Linked DNA regions of Sus scrofa: regions 1, 2 and 4 are each linked to region 3. The links are chromatin contacts, called in public Hi-C, HiChIP or PLAC-seq and promoter capture Hi-C maps. All regions are on one chromosome and are shown on one strand. The core of a region is the stretch at or near the end of the contact, and the rest is flanking DNA. Distances in the headings are between cores, read along the strand shown.

What was found. Promoter capture Hi-C pulls out the DNA fragments that hold promoters and counts their contacts. Hi-C and Micro-C count contacts between places; a contact is called where the count stands out from the background. HiChIP or PLAC-seq counts read pairs in DNA pulled down with a chosen protein or histone mark.
Region 1: a contact with region 3 is called in a Hi-C map of liver, with 6 times the contacts expected there. The contact joins the promoter of ADSL here to the promoter of RPS19BP1 in region 3. A contact is called at or near these places in 2 of 5 promoter capture datasets (fetal skeletal muscle and liver), 21 of 47 Hi-C or Micro-C datasets (alveolar macrophages, blood, brain and 12 more) and 2 of 2 datasets of contacts at active chromatin or transcription factors (alveolar macrophages and skeletal muscle).
Region 2: an H3K27ac HiChIP or PLAC-seq map of alveolar macrophages shows a contact between it and region 3. The contact joins the enhancer-like site here to the promoter of RPS19BP1 in region 3. A contact is called at or near these places in 3 of 5 promoter capture datasets (fetal liver, fetal skeletal muscle and liver), 6 of 47 Hi-C or Micro-C datasets (alveolar macrophages, heart right ventricle, liver and 3 more) and 2 of 2 datasets of contacts at active chromatin or transcription factors (alveolar macrophages and skeletal muscle).
Region 4: a promoter capture Hi-C map of fetal skeletal muscle shows a contact between it and region 3, with 5 times the contacts expected there. The contact joins the enhancer-like site here to the promoter of RPS19BP1 in region 3. A contact is called at or near these places in 3 of 5 promoter capture datasets (fetal liver, fetal skeletal muscle and liver), 9 of 47 Hi-C or Micro-C datasets (alveolar macrophages, embryonic fibroblasts, heart right ventricle and 5 more) and 2 of 2 datasets of contacts at active chromatin or transcription factors (alveolar macrophages and skeletal muscle).

Annotation. Positions count from the first base shown.
Region 1 is chr5:8,043,948-8,047,084 of Sscrofa11.1, forward strand. It overlaps ADSL (adenylosuccinate lyase), which reads right to left and starts at 1,533. Exons shown (of 13, transcript NM_001130733.1): 1 at 1,363-1,533. The coding sequence starts at 1,515. LOC106507467 (a long non-coding RNA gene) reads left to right here and starts at 1,596. Exons shown (of 2, transcript XR_001303476.2): 1 at 1,596-2,433.
Region 2 is chr5:7,787,081-7,790,150 of Sscrofa11.1, forward strand. All of the region lies in intron 2 of MKL1 (MKL/myocardin-like protein 1), which reads left to right. Among named protein-coding and RNA genes, the nearest start is that of MKL1, 37 kb to the left of the region's middle. Within about 2 kb of position 1,526, at least 7 of the 83 cell types and tissues checked have an H3K27ac peak or open chromatin away from gene starts, as enhancers often do. A contact at or near this core is called in alveolar macrophages and retroperitoneal adipose tissue, where this site is marked.
Region 3 is chr5:8,734,077-8,737,137 of Sscrofa11.1, forward strand. RPS19BP1 (active regulator of SIRT1) reads left to right here and starts at 1,287. Exons shown (of 4, transcript XM_003126008.4): 1 at 1,287-1,439; 2 at 1,578-1,706. The coding sequence starts at 1,388.
Region 4 is chr5:8,198,791-8,201,895 of Sscrofa11.1, forward strand. All of the region lies in intron 4 of TNRC6B (trinucleotide repeat-containing gene 6B protein), which reads right to left. Among named protein-coding and RNA genes, the nearest start is that of MIR7134, 39 kb to the left of the region's middle. Within about 2 kb of position 1,706, at least 68 of the 83 cell types and tissues checked have an H3K27ac peak or open chromatin away from gene starts, as enhancers often do. A contact at or near this core is called in alveolar macrophages, embryonic fibroblasts, fetal liver and 3 more, where this site is marked.

The DNA.
Region 1 (3,137 bases), core at 283-2,782, 690 kb before region 3:
TGCAACCTACACCACAGCTCACGGCAACGCCGGATCGTTAACCCACTGAGCAAGGGCAGGGACCGAACCCGCAACCTCATGGTTCCTAGTCGGATTCGTTAACCACTGTGCCACGACGGGAACTCCCAGACTATATTTCAATGCCAACTTGAAACGTGGAGTGCTACCACCCTCATCCACAGGGATAGAACAGAAAACAGAAGCTAGAGTATACGCTGTTCACATCCTCATCTGTAGCTCTTATTGTTTATCTGAGCCTAGAGTTTTATGAAATCTCTCTGTAACTCCATTCTATCATCAGTGAAACTGGAATAACAGTACTTCTTATAAACAGTTGTTCTGAGGATTGGGAAACTATTAACAGTTAAGGTTTTCAAACTATGGAGCACACACAGGAGATGCTGTAGCAATGTCTGCTAGTATTAGGTACTACTTTATTTTTTTGAGCACAGTGACAGGAAGTGGGGAAAACCTAGGAAGAAAGTTTCCTGTTGGGAGACCAAGTACCTCGGTCTCAGGCATATACTCAGATTGCTTCTGGTTTACTAACTGTTGTCTGGTAGGGTACTGCCATCTTGCTCGTCCTAGCATTTTCCTCTGAAACCTTATAGCTCTTGGATCACCTTCTCATTCCTTCAGCTCCTTTGGGCAGGCCCGTCTGGAGCTATTTTTGAAACTGTTGGGCTGAGTAAGTCTACTGAGCAGCACTTTTAAGAGAAACCAAATATTAAATCTCGTCTAATAACCCCTCCTCCGATTTTTCCTCCCCAGGGGCAAAGGGCAGCGAGTGAAGCGTTAATGGTGGCCTAGGAAACATGGATTCTGTAGCTGATCCTGGTCTCCGTCCACACTGAGGCATTGTGGAAGACGAAGTGGCCAAGCGCTCAGGTTTCGCACGGAACACAGGATCACATTTGGGTTTCTCTATTGCTGTTAAGGAGCAAATTATGAGCTGGATTATCATAGAGGCTTGGTCTTCTCTCCTATATGTGGGAAAACACCACCTAGTTTGCAAAGTCTTTATTCGTTAACAGGGAAAAGACGTGTACACAAATGAGCACAGGGGCCCGTAACAAGCGCTCAGGAGTGTACTCCCGCGGGAATGGCCACGATTTACTCCCTGAAACAGAAAACTGAACTTCTCGCCGCCCCCTGTGCGTCTCCAACCCTTGACGATTATAAACACGTACAGGTGCGGCGCGAGGGCCTTTCGCCCTGGCCTTCCCGGGGCCGCAGCTCCTCTGGAAAGAGAACACCCGGCGGAAAACAGCGGGGCAGCTGTCTCAGGCTGCTCAGCCCACACCGGGCGCAGAGCCCGGCACGCGCAGGGGCGGGCCCGCCTCTCAGCACCGGGCGCGTTACCTGCTCAGCCTCCGCCAGCCACAGCCAGAGTTGCCGCCAGGTCCGGAATTTGTACCTGTCGCTAAACACGAAGCACATCTCCGGGCTGGCATAGCGGGAGGCAAGCGGCGAGCGGTAGCTGTCGTGCCCGCCATGGTCACCTCCCGCCGCCATCCCGAACACACGACCCTGCTAGAAGGGACAGGACCAGCCACAGCGGAAGCGGAAGTCAGAGGCGGGACTTCCCTGCTTGGGGGGCGGGGCTTCCTCCACTTGGTCCAGGTCCCGGGGCTCCGGGTGGCCGCAGCCCTCAAGGTTGTGGAGGGTTTCCGCGAGCCGCTGAGCCCGCGGCTGAGGGTTAAGGATTTTTTTCTTCGTTTACAAGGAACAGTGATTAGCGCTTCATAAGTTATTTCGCAGTTCTGCGTCTCAGCTTTTCCATCTGAAAAGACTCGCCTTTAAATTGCTGAGTGTTGCTGTGGCTGTGGTCTTGTCTGGCAGCTCAGATTCGACCCCTACCCGGGAACTTCCATATGCCGCAGACGCGGCCCTAAAAAGACAGGGGGGAAAAAAAAAGATTGCTGAGAGGATTGGGTATCGGTATCTATGTCTGGGACACTTAGAAAGCCCTCTGTGTGTTTGCTATTGTTTATTATTGCCGCCTACCCTTCCCCCGCGTTTGCCAGGCGCCGCGCGCAGTTCTGAGGAATGAAGATGCCCGAAAGAAATCGGCATTTATTGAGTTCCAAGTGAGCCCCTTGGACGAAACAGCGGTAAAAGCGGATTTCAGTAAGCGCTGAAACTGAGCCTCAGACGTTGATGACTTGCTGAGGGCCACCCAACTAAGTGAAGCCTCCCGACTTCAGATCCTGCACTCCAAGCCATCGTGCTGCAAAGGTCCCAGCACACATCGTGTGGGGTCCCACCTAACGCTTGGTGAGGGCATCCCAACCCCGCCTCCTCCGTCCTGGAACACCTCTGTCACTACCTCTTCCTCAAGGTCCAGTCCAGAAAATGTTCCCTGACAGTCCTACTCTTCTTTCTGGTTGGGCAATGATAAAACCCCGCTAAGGTTTATGGAGATCTCACTAGGTATGTCACTGTCCTGAGTGCTTTACACAAGTGATCTTGTTCTTTTGTTTGTTTGCCACACCTGCCAGGCATGCGGAAGTTCCCAGGCCAGAGATGGAATCCCAGCGGCACTGCCGCAACGCTGTACCTTAATCCAGCGTGCTACAGCGGCAGCTCCGCAAGTGATCTTGTTTAATCCATGTGAGGATCCTGAGTTGCTCAGTTATTTTTTTAATGAAATGATACATACACTCCTCTCCAAAGCAGAGCACTAAGTAAATGCTAGCCATTTTTATGATCCCCATGTTGCAGATGGCAAAAGGAAGGCATGGGCAGGCAGGCTGAGCGTCTTTTCTTCTCCCATAGAAGGGCAAAAGCAAGGAATTAGGTGACGGGATAAGCTCCAGGCTCCTGGTTCTTCACAGATCCAAAGGTACCCTTTCCTTTGTGCTATAGTAGCAGGTCCTATGCTCCTTAGAAATTACCTGTTTCTGAGTGTCTCATTTTGAATTCTCAGCTTATTTGCTGAGGTGAGCAGCCCCTTTTCCAGGAACCATAATGCTTCAGGGACATTAAAAGTGGTTGATTAGATCTCAAGACTTCCAAGAACTTGTCTTTGACAATAACTTCTTTTCCTGTCACCTTTCCTTTCTGCTTTAATTTTTTCCAGTTTACTCAAAAAACCTATGGACCCCCCCCCTGCAGTGTTCTCCTTCCTTCTCTAT
Region 2 (3,070 bases), core at 276-2,775, 950 kb before region 3:
CATCCACTCAACTCCAAGATCTCATTTAAATATCGTCAGCTTTAAAGTCCAAAATCTGTCATACAACTCATCTAAATCAGGTATAGGTGAGACTTTGGGTATGATCCCTCTTGGTGCAAAATTTCTTTCCGTCTGTGGACCTGGGAAACTAGACAGTAAGTTATGTGTTCCCAGCTTTTAGACATTCCCATTCCAAAAAGGAGAAAATGCAAGGAATAAGTGTGTCACTGGTCCCACCGATTTTAAAATTCAGCAGAAAATCTCTTAGGTTGCAAAGCCTAGGAGTAATCCTCTGTAGCTAGAGATGCCACCCTCTGGGACTCTGGCTTCGGGACCCAAGACTGTTCCTGGAATTATCTTCACTTTTTCTTGAAGGGTAGCACGTGGTTGCTGTGTGGTTTTATTAGTAGTTAAATTGCCTGTAGAATTTTGGTAGTCCAACAGGCTTCCTTTGCTTTGTTTTCTTTCTGTCCCTTTCAGGCCAAGCTGGCTGGCGTGTTTCTGCTTATGTAAGAGTCTCAGAAACCTTTTGAGTCTCCTATGTATGTATGTCTCAGGGATTTTTTTTTTTTTTTAAGCAGACATGAATGTCCTATATTGTTTATTAGGTAAGAATTTTTATGATTTTATGATTTTTATTTTTTCCATTATAGCTGATTTACAGTGTTCTGTCAATTTCTACCATACAGCTAAGTGACCCAGTCATACATATCTATATATATTCTTTTTTTCACATTATCCTCTATCATGTTCCATCACAAGTGAGTGGATACAGTTCCCTGTGCTATACAGTAGGATCTCATTGCTTATCCACTAGGTAAGAATTTTATAAACAGTACTTGTATCAGCAGTATCGGTGAAGTAGGAGACTATTGCATCTTCTTCAAGCTGTGTGGCGAGAACCACAAGTAGTGTGGTGGAACTTGAGGCCCTTCTCGAGGCCACAGCTCTTTCTGCCAGCAAGTCAGCCCTCGCATCTCCCTGTGCTTGTAGACTGGTTTGATGCTCCATTGGGTGTCAGGATTTCTTCTCATAGCTTTATGGAATGGATCAATGAGGATAACCTCAGAGAATTTGTACATAGAAGCTTCACCAACTCAGTAAGAATTTAGGACCTCGGCAGTAGACTCAAGGCTTCGGGCAGACTTCAGCTGGTTGACACCATGGGGTGGACAGGCTTGCCATGGTGGCACCCTTAGGCTTGCCATGGTGGCACATGAATCTGATGACCTTACCTGGCCTTGTACCCAGCCTGCGAGCCTTATCAGGCCAGTTGAGGTGGGGGGCCCTGTGAGACGCTGAGGGCTGGTGGGACTGCCGGCAGTGCACTGGAGGAGAAAGCCTCTTCCTCCATAGCTCCTGGAGGTACGCGTAGGCGCCCATCTCGGCTTACATGATGGCTGCCGCCAGATGGAAAGGGGTTCTTGTCATTAGACAGGAGGCTCCTCCGTAGATCTTCCCTGGATAATCGCCTGTCTCTTCCTAGCTTCCGCTTAGACGGTTGGTTGAGGGCCCCTGAGTTACATGTGTGATCTTTCAGCAGGAGTAAAATGTTGTCCAGCCACACTCTTGGCTTTCCTCGCCACAGCAGTGCTTTCTTACTAGCGTCTCCTAATTTTAGCATTTTTTGTGGTCTAGATAAGCTGAGAATTTCTCAAATCATCACATACTAGTTTCCTTTGTTTGACATTTAGCCCATCAATTTTTCTTTCCTCTTGCATTTTGCTGTAAGCAACCAGAAGAAACCAGCCTGCACCTTCAACTTGCTGCTTGAAAATCCCCTTAGCTAAATATCCAAGTTCTGCTTTTCACACAACTGTAGGACGAAATTCAGCTAAGTTTTTTTTTTTGCCATTGTCTGAAAAGGATCCCTTTTGCTCCAGTTCCTTTTTTTTTTTTTTTTTGTCTTTTTGCCCTTTCTAGTGCCACTCCCGCGGCACATGGAGGTTCCCAGGCTAGGGGTCTAATTGGAGCTATAGCCACTGGCCTACATCAGAGCCACAGCTATGCAGGATCTGAGCCGAGTCTGCAGTCTACACCACGGCTCATGGCAATGCCGGATCCTCAACCCACTGAGCAAGGCCAGGGATCGAACCTGCAACCTCATCATTCCTAGTTGGATTCGTTAACCACTGAGCCACAAGGGGAACTCCTTTCCTCCAGTTCCTAATAACATTCCTCATTTTCTTCTGAGACCTTACCAGAAGCACCTTTAGTGTTCGTGTTTTTTACGAGCCTTCTGTTTTTGATGACATTTATAGTCTCTAAAACAGTATAGGCTTTCTGTGTTGTGCTTCTCACTTCCCTCTGAGTTCTCACCAGAATCGCCTTCAGGGTCTCTATTTCTACCAACAGTTTGTTGAAGGCAGTCTAGGCTTTTGAAATTATGCTTCTCCGAATTATTTTTTTAAAGTATATAATGATTTTTATTTTTTTCATTATAGCTGGTTTACAGTGTTCTGTCAGTTTTCTCCTGTACAGCAAGGTGACCCAGTTACACATACATGTATAGATTCTTTTTTCTCACATTATCATGTTCCATCATAAGTGACTAGACATAGTTCCCAGTGCTACACAGCAGGACCTCATTGCTTATCCATTCCTGCGTCTCAGAATTCTTCCAGCCTCTACTCGTTATCTAATTTCAAAGCCATTTCCATGTTTAAAAGAATATGTTATAGCAGCAATCCCACTTCAAGATACCAAAATCTTTATCAGTCAGGGTTCAATCAGAGAAACAGAACAAGTAGGAGATTAAGGGACTTATTACAAGGATTTATTCTTTATCTGATTTGGGGTGGCGGGGGTGGGGGGGACGCTGGCTAGGCAACTGCAGCATCATAGGCTAGGCTGACAGAAAAGACAGTTTGGAACGCTCGGCGGCAGCGGCGGGAGTGGATGTTGGTATCCACAGGTGAAATTTCTTCTGGAAAATCTCAGTTCTGCTCTTAAGGCCTTTTAACTGATTAAACGAGGCCCACCCAGATCATCTGGGATAATCTTTACTTAAAGTCAATTGATTATGAATGTTAATCACATCTACAAAATACCTTCGCAGCAGCACTTAGAT
Region 3 (3,061 bases), core at 37-2,536:
CCGACGTTGCCATGAGCTGTGTTGTGGGTCACAGACACGGCTCAGATCTGGCATTGCTGTGGCTGTGGCATAGACTGGCAGCTACAGCTCCGATTTGACCTCTAGCCTGGGAACCTCCATGTGCCACAGGCTCAGCCCTAAAAAAAAAAAAGGACCAACTGAGTCATCTCTGTGACCTACACTCGACAGTGTCAGGTATGCAAGAGGCCCTCAGAACATGTTTGTACAATGAATTCAGTGGTTCGTCCTCATTCCTCACTCATTTATTGTCTTCTGCATGCCAGGTACTAGGCCAGGATCTGCAGATGGAGCAGGGAACCAGACAGGATTCCTCCACACAGCAAGAACTTCTAAGCCAGACGTTCTCAAATTATTTGGTATAAGAACTTCTTTATGCTTAGAAAAATTCAGAATCCCAAAGAGCTATTTTATGTGTAAATACATAACGACAGTTACCATGTAAGAAACTAAAACAGAGAATTTATAAAATATTTATTAATTGGTTTAATATGACAAGCCTACTTATTAATATAAGAGAATTTTGTTTTGTTTTGTTTTGGGGTTTTTTTTTGGGGGGGGGGTCTCTTTAGGGCCGCACGCGGGGCAGATGGAAATTCCCAGGCTAGGGGTCAATCAAAGCTGTAGTCGCCCGCCTACACCACAGCCACAGCAATGCCAGATCCAGGTGGCGTCTTCAGCCTACACCGCATTTCACTGGCAATGCTGGATCCTTAATCCACTGAGCGAAGCCAGGGATCAAACCCGCGTCCTCATGGATACTATCCGGGTTCATTACCGCTGAGCCACAACGGAAATTCCCTAAGTGACATATTTTAATGAAATCAACTGTATTTTACAAAACAACAAAATAGTGGGAAAACACTTATATGTTTTGCATTCTTGAAAATGCCTTTAATGTCCGGTTTAAAGAAGACAGCCGTTAAGGCGAACTCTATCTGTGCGATACGTTGCTCTGGTTGAATTGCATTTAAAAATACTTCAAAAAATGCATTCTCCTTTTTCATAAAAATTGAGAATATTACCACTCCGCCCTGCCCCCGGCCTCGCCCTTGACGGAGCAGCCAGAACCGAGAGGCTTAACCTACCAAACTCTGCTGGGCTGGGCTAGGGGTAGACGGCTTCCTGGAGAAGGTGTGGCCTGGCTCGCAAAGGGTTGGTTGGATTGGGATTGGACGACAAATGTGTCCTTCGTGTGTTGGCCCCACCTCCATATCCCGCCCCCTTCCCGCCCAGTGGTAAGTATAACGCATGCGTCCTAACGCACTTCCTCTGCGGAACCTTCTGTTCTCGCTCTGGTTTCCGCCGAGAAAACAGGGGTGTCCAGGGCGGAAGTACTTGAGGCGTGTGGGCGGGGCTAAGTGCAATTATGTCGGCGGCCTTGCTGCGGCGGGGCTTGGAGCTTTTGGGGGTTCCCGAAGGTGAGGAGGGAAGGTGGGAGGGACTGGGGATGGAGCTTGCGGGGTGCGGAACGATCCAGGCCGGGCTTAGCCTCGGTGGGATGGGAGCCCTGAGCGCCCTCCGACCCGGGTCCGTGCCTTTCTCTGTGCCCGTTACAGCCCCCGAGGCCGCGCCAGGCCAGACTAAGCCTAGCCAGGCTCCAAAGAAACGGACCCGGAAGGCAAAGGCGACCCAGGCCCAGAAACTGCGGAACTCGGCCAAGGGAAAGGTTCCCAAGTCGGCGCTGGGTGAGTTTGGGAGTGGACGGGACGGGACGTGCTGCTCCTGGGATAGGGGCCTGTGCCCTGGAGGAGGGGGCACTTGAGTCAGGGCTTGAAAGGTTCCCCAGACATTTCTAGAACACCTGTGCGACGGGCGCAGGACGGGGCCCTAGGAACGCGGAGGTGAACACATCACCGTCTCAGCCCTCAAACGGGGAGAGAAGCATCATAGAGTTTCAAAATCAGCATATAGTTGCGGTGATGAAGTCTGTGCAGTAAGACTTTCGTGCTTTGAGAAGGACTTCAGGGCCAAATCAGGCTTTTCTAAGGAAGCAACATTTAAGCCCAGACCTGAAGTATAAGAGTGAGCTAGGGGAGGAGTAATCCAGGAGAATGGCATCTACAAAGTCCGAAAGAAATTCGTTGCCTTTGAAAATTTAAAAGAAACCTGGTTAAAGGCAACGTACAGTGAACGAGGGTCAGAGACGGAGCATTTAATAAAAATTAAAACTCCTTGCGCCCGGTGCTTTTCTAAGTCTCGTACAAATATTCACTGATTTCATCTCTCACAGCAACCCTGTGCCGTCGGTGCTGTTATTACCCCATTGTACAGGTGCAGAAACAGGCACCTGCCCAGATGGTACAGGTAGAAACCAGGCAGTGTGTTTCCAGAGCCCTGCTCTCACCTACGTCATTCAACTAGGAGGTGCTGTGGCCTGGGTGGTGGTGGTGGTGCAGAGATAACAGAATTGTGCAGGTGGCTGATGCAGTGAAGAGGGAGCCTTGATGGCCTCAGTGAACTGGCTGTGAGGATGGAGGGGGAAGGAGATCCAGCGGGAATGGAGCCCTGTTTCTAGGAGAGCATCTTGGGCAATGTGGTGCCACTGTACAGACTTAAGAGGGGCAGGTGTGGACTGGATGGTAGGGTGTTTTGACTTGTGGCAGGATTTCATCAGCTCCTAGGGTATCTTTGAATCCCCAGGGCGCATAGAAAGTGTTCAGGTATTTGTTACAAAGAACTATGGGTTCTAAGGAGGAAACACAACATGAGCCAAAGTGGAGGCAAGGAAGTGAGATCCGTCTGAGCAACAGCGATGCTGGCTGCTGGCGTGGAGCAGGAGCACGTGGTGTGCCGGGTCACTTCTCCATCCCAGCCATCGTCGTCCCGCCGCCCTGTCATGGCACCGAAGCGATGCGTGAGGGGACTCCCGGCCTCAGTGGCTGCCACCTTGGTCTGAGCTGCAGTGTTTATTGCCTGGATTGTGGAAAAACCTCCTACCCAGGCCCCTGCCTTCCACCCCCACCCCCAGTAATCTTGTCTCACCACAGTGCCAAAGCACTCCTGGAAAATCCTCGGGCAGACCTGTCTCTTCTCTGCCCCA
Region 4 (3,105 bases), core at 456-2,955, 530 kb before region 3:
ATTATTCCATTTATGCTTAATTAGCTTTAATCCAAGTCTACATATTTAATGATGGGGATATGACAATTCGATCCATTTGCATATTTTAAATGCCTTTTCTCAACTATACTTTGTAACAGATTTAGAAGACCAATCTCTTTCTCATGCCAATATGCTAAGACATAAACCAGGAGGATACAAATAAGGGGGGGGGGGAGAGAAAGAAAACAAGGCCTCTGGGAGCCGGGATGTGCTGAGGGGGGTGGGGGCAATTTACCCGCCACATCACAAACTACAGTCCTTTCAGCCCACCAGACCCAGAAGCATTACATCACACCCTCACAATGATAGGGGGAGGTGGCTCTGAGAAAGCAAGTTTTCAGCCTTCTTCCCTCCCTGTTCCCAGGCTTTCTAGAATCCTGCACTAGGAGTAATGGAATTTAACTTCAGGGCACTGCACAGTTTCGGGGGTAACCAACCTCCATATACAGACAGCTACTTATTTGTGTGACCCAAAATGATCACCTCACAATGGGTACGTGGCTAAAACCGGCAACTACACACACAGATGCTGATTTGCGCTGAAAAGCCCAGTTCATCCGTATAAAATCAAACAGAAACTGTGATCTTTGAGAAACGAAGACGACCAATCCGCGGGGAGAAACTGATAGAGAAATAACTCCTAATCGGGGTGAAGAGCTGTTCAGATCTTAAAACACCATGTTTACACCAGAGTCCTACCATTTGGTTCAAACCACGATCAAAATAAAAGCGCATCTGGCTGCACATTTGAGAACACACACAGAGACCCGGTGCCAGTGAGCGCGCGCGGTGAGAGGGGTGATCCACACATTGCTTGGGAGGTTTTCACGCAGGGGAATCTACAAACCCCAAACCTCCTGGTGTTCACTCGCCCCCAGCCTGATGTTTAAAACGTATCAAGTCTTATTTTAGGTTTTACATCTTTCTAAGAAGGATGGCCTAGCTTTAAAATTTTTTTTTAAAAAAAAGGGGAAAAAAAAAAGAAAAAGGCTGTCCCATGGTGGTGCTTGCCCTCCCAGATCCTTTGTCGGCCTTAGCAGCCGAAAGAATGCAAACCCATTTATATTTATGCAAATTTTTGCAGCAGATTTAAGGGGGCAGGGAGAGGTCTGTGTATTTTAAAAAAACCTCTTTCTAAATATCAAATTTCCAATTACTCGCAGCTTCGTTTGTTTGCCAGACAGAAACGATGATGAAAATCTGCATATAAATTAAAAGTGCAATTAAATCGCTTCGAAATCAAATATTTTACCAAGGCTTTTCCATTTCTAAAATGCCGAACCAAAAGTACATCACGGATCTGATTTACACAGATTCACGAAATGTCTGAAGCCAGTCTCCATGCTAGACAAATGTCGATTTGCAACACCACTAGTGAAAACGGTTAGACAAGATCCATATAAATCAATTGGTTTTAAAAAATTGAAAATATTTACCAACCTCATAAAGTGCAGCAGTGCTTAAATCCAGCAAATTGAGGCATACAAGGTAGAAATGGAAATGAAAAAAGGTCCAAAAAATGATTTCTTTTTGTCTATCTGTTTTTTTGTATTTTAAATATTCAGAAACCAGCAGAGACTCTGTCGGCCATTTTGGCTTGAACTAACTCTCACACTCACTCTCCCTCTTGCTCTCTCTCTCCCCCTCTGTCTCTAAAGGAAGCAGCTTTTTGTGACCTTCAAATAGAGGCGGATCATGTGACTTGGGTTAGGTTTGTCAATCAGGAAAGGGGAGGGAGCTGGGGAAATGAAGCTGCCTTAAAGGGAAAGCGGCCCTTTTCCACTCACTTTCATTTCTGAAATGCTGTTATCTCATACTCTCCACCTACACACGCGGAATGTGAAAGTGGCAACAGCATAAGGGTAACAGATGAACAAAATATAAAAACCTTTATTGGTTTATAGAAATATGCTCAGTTGCTAACGATTCTTGCAGATCCTGGAGCTTGGCTTGCCACAGTTACTCTCTGGATGTTTGGGCAAGCACAGGCTGGCAAACTGCTCTTTCAAGGGGGGCTTAAACAACACCTTACCCAAACAAGACTTTCATCTTTAAAGATTAGGGTGAAATATAGGGCACGACTGATCTCTAACAAGCACCTAAAACGCACAGGAAAAGACTGAAAGGAAATATACCAAAGTATAAACTGTGAATGCCAGCTCAGAGAGGTTAAGCAACATATCCCAAATCACACAGCTAGAGAGCTGCAGAACAGTGACTGGTTTCCCATTTGAACTCCACATGGACCTTTTGGGGGCGTGTGTGTTTGATATCTCCTTCACCTGCCCCAAATAAAAGCTAAGCTGCAACACAGCAAACTGGCAGGTCTGAGTCACCTCTAATCTCCTCCCCCATGTGAGGAATAGCTCAGCTGCTGACCTGGAGTAAACACGAAATTGAAAACCTACCTGGCATCCCCCATGCCCAAGTCCCTTCTCACTCAGTGCATCTTGCTTTCTACCCACCAAAGAAAAGCACGCTGGGTTTGCATCTCTAATCTCCAGGGGTGAAAAGGCTGTGTAACCTCTTTTTTTTTTTTTTTTTCTTTTTTTTTAGGGCCGCACCCGTGGCAAATAGAAGTTCCCACGCTAGAGGTGGAATCAGAGCTACAGCTGCCAGCCTATACCACAGCACACAGCAACGCTGAATCCAATCAGCATCTGTGGCCTACACCACAGCTCACGGCAACACAGGATCCTTAACCCACTGAGTGAGGCCAGGGATCGAACCCGCAATCTCATGGATCCTAGTTGGGTTCGTTAACTGCTGAGCCACAAAGGGAACTCCAAGACTGTGTAACCTCAGTTAGGCTTCGGTTTTCCCATCTGTGCAATGTAAGGACTGGACATCGCTGGGTGATATCTCTGGTTCCTTTCAGCTCTAAAACTGTATTCAGCTTCTTTCTTTGAGCAGTTTTGTTTCATCTTACCCTTGCCATCTCAGAAACCTTACCCTGGGAAAGCTTTTCCTTGACACTCCCTGTCTAGACCAGGCCTTCCTGTTCAACAGTCCCGAAACATCCTCTACCACCTCCTCAGAGTGCTGGTAACAACCGCAGTTCATTATTTGTCAAAGAACTTGCTT